Regions from separate parts of the Zea mays genome. Here regions 1 and 3 are each linked to region 2. The links are chromatin contacts, called in public Hi-C maps. All regions are on one chromosome and are shown on one strand. The core of a region is the stretch at or near the end of the contact, and the rest is flanking DNA. Distances in the headings are between cores, read along the strand shown.

The links. Hi-C and Micro-C count contacts between places; a contact is called where the count stands out from the background.
Region 1: a Hi-C map of ear shows a contact between it and region 2, with 2.9 times the contacts expected there. The contact joins the promoter of LOC100382437 here to the promoter of LOC100273403 in region 2. A contact is called at or near these places in 2 of 25 Hi-C or Micro-C datasets (ear and tassel).
Region 3: a contact with region 2 is called in a Hi-C map of tassel, with 2.4 times the contacts expected there. The contact joins the promoter of LOC103644142 here to the promoter of LOC100273403 in region 2. A contact is called at or near these places in 5 of 25 Hi-C or Micro-C datasets (ear, leaf, leaf mesophyll and 1 more).

The regions. Positions count from the first base shown.
Region 1 is chr1:292,713,671-292,716,735 of Zm-B73-REFERENCE-NAM-5.0, forward strand. LOC100382437 (putative dnaJ chaperone family protein) reads left to right here and starts at 1,534. Exons shown (of 6, transcript NM_001175179.1): 1 at 1,534-1,729; 2 at 2,780-2,948; 3 at 3,036-3,065. The coding sequence starts at 1,580.
Region 2 is chr1:292,009,604-292,012,509 of Zm-B73-REFERENCE-NAM-5.0, forward strand. It overlaps LOC100273403 (Putative ALA-interacting subunit 2), which reads left to right and starts at 1,305. Exons shown (of 8, transcript NM_001147840.1): 1 at 1,305-1,431; 2 at 2,624-2,685; 3 at 2,776-2,850. The coding sequence starts at 1,362. It overlaps LOC103644136, which reads right to left and starts at 1,042. Exons shown (of 7, transcript NM_001346920.1): 1 at 878-1,042. The coding sequence starts at 972.
Region 3 is chr1:292,557,288-292,560,622 of Zm-B73-REFERENCE-NAM-5.0, forward strand. LOC103644142 (trafficking protein particle complex subunit 8) reads left to right here and starts at 1,351. Exons shown (of 29, transcript XM_008667340.4): 1 at 1,351-1,566; 2 at 1,650-1,835; 3 at 1,955-2,049; 4 at 2,132-2,231. The coding sequence starts at 1,676.

The DNA.
Region 1 (3,065 bases), core at 284-2,783, 700 kb after region 2:
TATAATTAGGGTGTATGTCCTTTTGTTATTAATGCAAAACGATGTCACTTATACACATTGTTTGATGTAAAAAAATATTGTGTACATCAAAATGAATATAATTGGACAATTTCTTGACAAGTTATTTATTTATTATATCATTAATTATTACAGAAAACATTGTCACGTGCAATTTTAATGGGTCTCCACGGAAAATGAGGATAAGAATGCTTCCTCATCCCCTTTCCCCATTCCAGTTTATCTGTTGAGGGAGTACTTTTCACCGTTTACATCCTATGAGAAAGAAACTTCAGCATCCCTATTTTCTAATAGACAAATTTCTTGTAATGAGTAGAGGATCGAGCCATTGACATCTCTAAGCCAAACTTAAAAGGTTCTTGACTTCTTTCTAGTTTCCAGAACATGCGGATCTCCTCATAAGATGACTTAGGGGGTGTTTGGTTTGTAGGGACTAATGTTTAGTCCCATTATTTTATTCCATTTTAGACTATAAATTGTCAAATTTAGAAACTAGAATAGAGTTTTAGTTTCTATATTTAGCAATTTTGCAACTAAAATGAAATAAAATGTATAGACTAAAAATTAGTCCCTAGAAACCAAACACCCCCTTACTTCTCGCCAACATGGCCCGGGGACCCCACTCGACGACCACAGCCACGCCCACGCAGCAATCGAGTCGTGTCAACACGCGCTCCAGTAGCCCCACGCCCATTTAGTTTATCTCCAACCATTCCCCCTCTCAAATCCTCTTATTAGTACTTTCTAATTATATTTAAATAACTCCCTCTCAACCATTCTTCTCCTATTTTATACCTCAGTTTTTAGAGTTTTAAAAAAGTACTACTATATTTACAGTACCTTAATACACATTGCTATCTATCAATTAAACTCAAAAAACTAATTTTACACTAAATACAAATCAATTAGTAGATTTACCTCTCACCCCGCTAGAGGGCCAAGCGGGCGCCGTTGGGGCCGGCCGGGGAGCTCTAGCCCCTGTTTGTTTCGACTTTTCACAGCTTCTGGCCACCAAAAGCTACTGTGGATTGCCAAACACTCAGATTTTTAGCCAGCTTTTATAAAATTCGTTTGGGTAAAAACCATTGAAAATCAACATAAACATATAATCGGTTGAGTCGTCGCAATAGTAGTAATTCGTCACTTTATAGATCATGAGCCTCATGGACAACTTTATCTTCCTCTGCACGTAATCTTAATGATACTCAGATTCTCTACACAGCCAGATTGTCTCGATAGCTAGATTCTCAGAAAAGCTGGTCAGAAAATAGCTGAACCAAACAACTTGTACTCCACCCTATAGCCGACACGGAGAGGGACTCGTTGGAGTCCGCCTCACAGGAAGGCCCCGGAAGCATCTGGAAGCTGCGGCGGACACCGCCCGATCCGCATCTGACGGGCCGCGAGCCACTCGCCCCCGCCTCTTGCAGCTTCCAGCGCATTCACTCCCGACCACCAGTCCCGATGCTATAACTACCCTCGTTGTTCTATCTCCTCCTCACAAACCTCTCCTGGCACGAGATCACGCTTCTCGTTGGATCGAACAGCTAGGGTTTCCAAGATGTTCGGGCGCGCGCCGAAGAAGAGCGACAACACACGGTACTACGAGATCCTCGGGGTCTCCAAGGACGCGTCCCAGGATGACCTCAAGAAAGCCTACCGCAAGGCCGCCATCAAGAACCACCCCGACAAGGGCGGCGATCCCGAGAAGGTGAGCGCGCGTGCTGGTCTCCTCCTCTAGCTCCGATCTGTCCGCGGCGGGGAGTAGTAGGCGGGTTGTCATGTTTCCGGCGACGTCGAAACGGTTCGCTAGGCCGATTTCTTTTGGTGCCGGTCGTTGTGGGAGAGGGGCGGTTGATTGAATCTGAGAGGTGTGGAATTAGATGGTTCTAATCAATGGTTGGCGATGGTGGAGGGATTCGTACGGGGAAGTAGCCAAGTAGGTACATGTTGCATGGAAACTGTTACGAATTATGGCTGCTACCGAGACACATCTAGAGCTGTTCATGCCCCTGGAATTACTCGCTCTATGCGGTTTTGATCTGTATATTAATTAACAACTATTTACTCAAAAGATTGTTGACGCTCTATACGGTTTTGATCGTATGTTAATTAACAATTAATTACTCAAAAGATTGTTGATCAAGCAAAGTCTTGTTTAGTCCGCTAGTATAGTGGCTATATATATAGTACCGTTTTAGTCTGGTTAGACCTGTTTGTTGTTTTGTAATAGATGGTTGGTTTGCTAGTGATAGTATAATGGTCAGAGTTGTAGCTTTTGATGAAAAAAATGTGAAATTGTTTGCCAAACTTACTTGAGGAACTGAGGGACTTTGCTTACTTCAATTTCCATGACCTGAATACTGTAGTGTGCTCTATCCACTGATTCTGAAAATTGATGCACTGTTTTGAATCCCTGAATTGTTGGATGAATGCTTTGACCCTAAAGATGCTCCACTTATTTGAATTGTGGACCATAGACGAATGCCCTGATTCTGAAAAATGTCAACGTGCACATTCTTACACAGTATGGTCACTCGTCAACCTTGTAGTTCTATTTGATTCTTTGAATGGTTTATACCAGATGTTATCATTCAACTAGTGTTGTTAGAACCAGTGGTGATGTATATATAGGTCATTTTACCCAATCTGCATGAATACGGTGATGATTGATTGTAAGTCTGTAATCTGTATAAATGGTCGAATGGAGCTGTTGATTTCTGATTGAGATGAAAACTAAGAGTTCATGCTTTTGTTTCAGTTCAAGGAGCTAGCTCAGGCTTATGAGGTCCTCAGTGATCCTGAAAAGCGGGAGATTTATGATCAATATGGTGAGGATGCCCTCAAGGAGGGAATGGGAGGTGGTGGAGGGATGCACGATCCCTTTGACATATTCCAGTCATTCTTTGGTGGTGGAAGCCCTTTTGGAGGTATGTTACATAACAAAAAGCTGATGCAATGACATTGACATTGAGAAGCACATATGTAGTTCTCATGCTGTATGTACTTGTCCGAAGGTGGTGGCAGCAGTAGGGGCAGAAGGCAGC
Region 2 (2,906 bases), core at 55-2,554:
ATGACATACCAACACCAAATATGTATACGCCAGCTGTAGATTTGTTCGCGCCGTTGGCATGGTACCAGCCGTGACAAGTTAGCTTGTCATCCAAATAAAATAACTGTTTTCAGGTTTTAGCATTCAAGCATAGAAACTATAGCACCATGTTCAGATCTAACATCAAAAAATGAATTGAGAATAAGCTACCTAGATCTATAGTTAACAAGGCTACCATGAGCTCCAGTGGCTCAATAGTCAATCCTATGCTACCAGTCTCCACACCATCAAATGTGCCACATTCTCCACTGATTTTTGCAAACTGCAATCCTTCTCAAATCTCAATTGCTGCACTGTGACCAAACCAGCATTAGAATATAATAGCATGAAGTCAGCACAAATGTAGCATGTCCCCCTAATCATAATATTTGGTGGCAAACACGTGTAAGCTCTAATCGCAGAATTATGTCATTCATTGTTACCGTTCATTAATCTGTAACACTATACAGCAGCAGGAACCAATCTAGCAACTCAAATCCTGGCGTTTTGCAGCCAAAAGGAGAAGTAAAGCTCAGCCAGCTACACTTGATTTTCGCCGACCATGGACGTATAACTGATGTTGGCCATCAAATATCTCATGCTTTCCCCTACAAAGGAGTGTCCTAGAGTCCAATCAAAATTCCATAATCGAATTTGAGCCACCGCCTCGGCAAATCCTACCTCGAATCCTACAATAGGTCTTTTGGACGAAGTAAAATCTACCTTTCTTACGCAGAACCAACACCCTCGCCACCAATCCGAGCACTGAGACCCCGATTCCCTAACCAAGCAACAGCGCCTACAGCTGAGAATCTACAACCAAAAGTAGAGAGGTCCCGAGGCGCGACCGCCACCGTACCTGGCTACCGGGGTGTGCGGCGGCGACGAGGACCGGGCGACGGCCATCGGCGTTTCTGCCACCGCCCCCGACGAGCTCCTCACCTCCTCTCGCATCTCCCTCTCTCTCTATCTCTCTCTCACACACACTCCGTGGCGCCCGCGCCTGTCGCTCCTGGGCGAAACGAAATGGGGAAAAGATTCCCCCGATCGCGACGCGCCGGGCGGCGCATTGATGCGGCCGTTACATCGACCGTTAGTCACCGTTAGTATCCATCTCACGCCGTCAATTCGAGCGCCCCCGGGAGTTGGGCCCATAAGGCCCACGTGAATTAGATAGGCCCTCAAGATTTAGTGGGCCCATGGGCTCCTTTTCATCGAGCAGCAAGTGGACTCTCCACTCTTCTTCTGCGGTCGGATCCCCCGGCGGGTCGGACTGCGGAGCACGGGCTCCGGCGAGCCGCTGACGAGGGCCTGTGCGGCGACCGAGCTCGTGGCGGGAGAAGATGGACGAAGCGAGCACCTCCGCGTCCGGCGCCGCGACGAGGCGCGGCTTCGTGCCTGCGAGATCGGGAGGTGAGTCACGATCTGATGGCTGGGCTGGCTTCGATTCGGTCGCGTCGCGTCTAGGTTTCCACGCTCAGGAGCGGTGTGGTCTGCGGGAGATAGTAGCCTCAGCCCTCAGATGCTAGGGTTAGTAGCTCGCGCGATCGTGGGATTGCATAAACGCTTAATTCGAGCGTAAAATTGCAGTTCGCATTGTTGATTTGGTCTTACATGTTACGGAGGTTGCTTGCTTACAATTACAATCCATTTATCTGAACAGCATTTGAGGTGTGTGCATGCTATGCTAATGTAAGGTTACATTTGGTGAGTCTTTATAAGGCCCCGTTTGGTATAAGGGACTAATGCTCCATTTCAGTCCCATTTAGTCCCTAAATTGGCAAACGCTGGGACTAAAATAGTGATTAAACTGTTTTAGTCTCTAGTCCCTCAAGGGGTGACCAAAAAGGACTAAACCATATAAATTCCAGTTTTTGCCCTTGTTTTATCAGTTGTACTAATTGCGGAAGAATGCTAAGTGGTATTTTAGTCCTCTTATGATTCATTTAATGTGTTTTAAATAATTTTAGTCCGTAGAAGTCTCCTAACTAAATTTTAGTCACTGGACTAAAGTAACCAAACGGGACCTAACAATAAATGAACTTTTAGCTAATAATCATGGTGGGCATAAAGTTAGGGGGTGTTTGTTTTATAGGGACTAATTTTTAGTCCCTCCATTTTATTTCATTTTAGTCCCTAAATTGTCAAATACGTTTAGTTTCCGTGTTTGGCAATTTAGGGACTAAAATGGAATAAAATGGTGGGACTAAAAATTAGTCCATAAATTTAAGTTTCCGTATTTGGTAATTTAGGGACTAAAATGAAATAAAATGGAGGGACTAAAAATTAGTCCATAGAAACTAAACACACCCTTAGTCACCATCTGGACTCGCGATCTGTATCATCATTTTTTAGAATCATGTGAAACACAATACTGATGCAACCACAGGCAGATTTTGTTGTATTAACTTGTGTTTCCTTTATTGGCAACTACTGAATCTGGACATAAGAAGATTATTTGGTGGATTTCTTTTACAAACTTTGAGAATTCAGATTATCTGTATTTTCCTATCATTGTTGTGCGTTGCAGTACTGTTCTAGTTTAGTACTCCATAGAGTTGACAATTCTTTTTTTCCATTTTTGAAAAGTTTGTTAGTTTTGCAGTTTTCTATAGGTTCACCCAGCAGAACCTCCCAGCTTGGAAGCCAGCAATGACACCTGGATGTGTAAGTTTGCTCTGATCCTATCGACAGGTTTGGCATATAGACTGTTTCATATGCAGTTCAAATGATGATATTTTACTTCACTGTTTTCAGATAATAGCAATGTTCTTGATTATCGGAATAATTTTCATACCTTTCGGGCTTCTTTGTCTCCAAACTTCAAATCATGTATTGTTCTGCTCCCTCTGGTAGATACTGATGTTTCCTTTAATCTTTATACCGCA
Region 3 (3,335 bases), core at 101-2,600, 550 kb after region 2:
AAACTTAACAACGAAGATTTACTAGGAGGCCAAGGTAGCAGAAGCAACAAACATTATCAAACACTAGAAATTGCTAGTCACATGTCACTATGAAATAACAACACCAAGAGGAAGACTAGAGAAGTTGTAAAAGAGGAAGGAAATGAAACATACATTAGAAATTCACGCGCACCTCCCAATATCTGAAAAGTAGTGTTGACATATAGATCCCACAATACAAAGACATAAAAAGGAACAATGACGAGGAGAGTTCAAACGACACATGGAGCAACGTATGCCAGGTCCAACATAAACAATCGATGCCATTTAATAGCTTTTGTAAGGAAAAAAATATTGCACATATATAATATTAGATACATGGCCTCTATTTCTCTCTCACCCAACCACCTTATTGCTCGGACTAGCCCTGCTTGACAACACATACTCCACTTTTTCCTTTCTTCATTTTTATAGTATGCACATATTCATATTCCAAGAGGATATGTGATTAGAGGTGGTAATGGATCACGATCCAAATATTTCTTCATAATCCTTTAGAGCACTAAATTAGTTTTAATTCAAAAATAAATAGAAATAGAGTCCGATCTTATTTGGATCCGATCCTTAAATTTTATAGTATAAAATTTAGAGCCTATTATCATCCCTAGCTATGAGCCTATGATTAAACGGACATGTACAAAAGCGCTTTGATGCTCACTAATAATGTCAGGAAAGGTAGCTTTTAATCTATTAGGCCATTCGGGAATTTTATGAGAGTTTCATTCTCATTAAATGCATGTCATATATGGAAGCATAATGATATGATATGTATTTTAACGAAGAAAGATAAGAGAGAGTTTTCTAGGAAATGATAAACAGAGAGTTCTATGTGGATGATATTTTTAATATATCGTTATCTAAATAAATATTGACGTGGCAAACCTTGAACACAGCTCGATAAAAGTATGTATCGACAATGACCTTAACTAGCATTTTTGAAATCATCTTATACACTATATTGAGCCAAAACGTGATACCTTCTCTGGGTTAGCCACTTATGCGATTAGAACAATAAAAACTGTCGCCATTTTTTAATAAACGAGCTGCTTGGATCATAAAATTATGAGCCTATTTGGTTCTCATGAGATTTTTTAGTCCAAATAAAAAATATCTCATAATAAATCAAACACATTGGATATTATTCCTAGAGTAGTGTGTTCGAATGTAAATGTAAAATCTATATCGATAAAATCTAGTTTCAGCTGAATTCTAGAATAGTACATTGGATTTTGTGCAAAATGAGATTTCAAAAATCTCAAGCAAACCAAACGCCATTTTAGAAAAAAAATCAACAAGACTAAGTGTATAGATGGCCTTTCAAGGCCCACAAAGCATCCCTTGAAGCCCAAGTATGGAAACCGTGCAGGCTGTGCTGTACGGCCAGTCGTCGACTCGTCGTCTTCTCTACCTGGCGCTCTCCCAGATCAGATCACCACCACCGCCCACCGCCCACCACCGCTCACCGAGCTCGCGGTCGCCGGAGATCACCGTTCTCCGGCGGCCCCGCGTACGCCGGTATCAGTAAAGGTTGGTTATCCACATCGAAACCCCAGCTCGCGCCTCCCACCCGAGTCAGTCACGCCGCTAAATTTGGCTCATCCGCCATTCAGACCAGCGCCGCTAGGGTTTTGGACCTATGGATCCGCTCCGGAGCTACCTGGGCCGGATCCTCCTCGAAGAGATCACACCGGTGGTGATGGTGCTGTCCACACCGCTCGCCGAGGCCGCCTGCCGTAAGAACGGCCTCAGCTTCGTCGACATGCTCTCCCCGTTCTCGCTCTTCAAAAAAATCGACGGTAACTGGCCTCTAAATGCTTGGTTTCAGATGACCCTGTGCTGTACTTTGTTTGCTTCTCGTTTGTTTTGGTTTTGTGATCTCATGGAGGGTTCTGTCTCTGTGCCCGCGACTGAGCAGTGCCCGTGCGGACGGCGAGCGAGGTTCCGTACAGGCTGCAAATGTTTAAGATCCGGATGGTTTACGCGTCCGACGTCCGGAAGGAGGACTGCGAGGTGATCCTCAAACATTCTGACGTTGCTATCCTAGGTGTATGTAGCTACTTCGGTGTTTGATGACCTCGATGTTTGGGAACAGGTGGCAGACGAGAAGATTAAGCCTGTAGTTTCTGAGGCCAATGAGAAGGCTCTTCCGGATTTGCTTTCAGACCCGCCTCAGGCTGAAGATGTACTTGGAAGTGAGATTCTGTGCTTTGCTTATATATAATGATAATATATGAATGCACTTTTCTAGGTCCTCTCCAATGAAGTTCACATTGCTGTGTTTCTCTGATAATTGGATTAGTGGTGAAGGGCGACAAAGATTTCTTTTTTCAGGTGGGGAAGCAGAGTAAGATAGGCAGCAGAAAACTAGTTGATTAGCCATAGAATTAGGAAATCAGTATATATTGCAAAATTAGAGTCGAACTACTATCGAACTATGTAAAGTTCTAAATAAAGTAGGAAAGTGACCTCAATTGATTACACAAGGTCATTTTGCTTGCCACTTCAGCATTGTTGTGCATGTTGTGGCGGCAGGGAAGTGCGGCCACTGGTGAGGCTTGCGTAGAGGTTGATGATAACGTGTATGGTAGGCCTGAATGCTGCTGAGGTAACTAGGAGAGGTGAGCTTATGTGGTTGTTTTCCATTTATAGCATCGAAGAAAATAGTGATCTGCGACTAGTATGTTTTTCCGAGCAGTGTTCTTAAGGCTCCTAGGCGAGCAAGCAAACAGGACAACCGCCTTAGCGCCTAGGTGACGCCTAGGCGCGCAAGGCGACAAGATTTCTCCGAGCGCCTGGACGCCTAGGCGACGCCTTAAAAACCCTGGTTCCGAGCATTGTCGACAAGAGTTAATGGACTAGTTGAAGCTACTTTTGTGGCCCTAGTGGGCAGTGAACTTGGAAGCATTGGAGGGCTGCAGTTGGGCCGACTTTTCCTAGACGACCAGGGTGTGTGCTGGGGGTGGGCTAGCCGTTAGCCCAGGCTGGCAATGGTTAACCTCTTAACCTTATTAACCTTTATGGTGAGGAATAGTCAAATGTGTGTTCATAAACATAAAGAATAGTATAATGTGTGACCTGTGAACTAGAAATGATTTTTGATGGGCAGCCACATGCTTTCCATCAAGATCACTTTGTGCAGTTGCAACATAATTTCAGGGTATTGTGTGTAGTAATGGAGTTGCTTTGTGTGCATTGTGTTGAATGGATGGAGAGCTAAAATTGCCTGCAAATGGCTCAAAGTATGCGTTGCTTGGTGCTCTCTGCATCTTTGTTACTAAGTTTGGTAATTTAGTTTT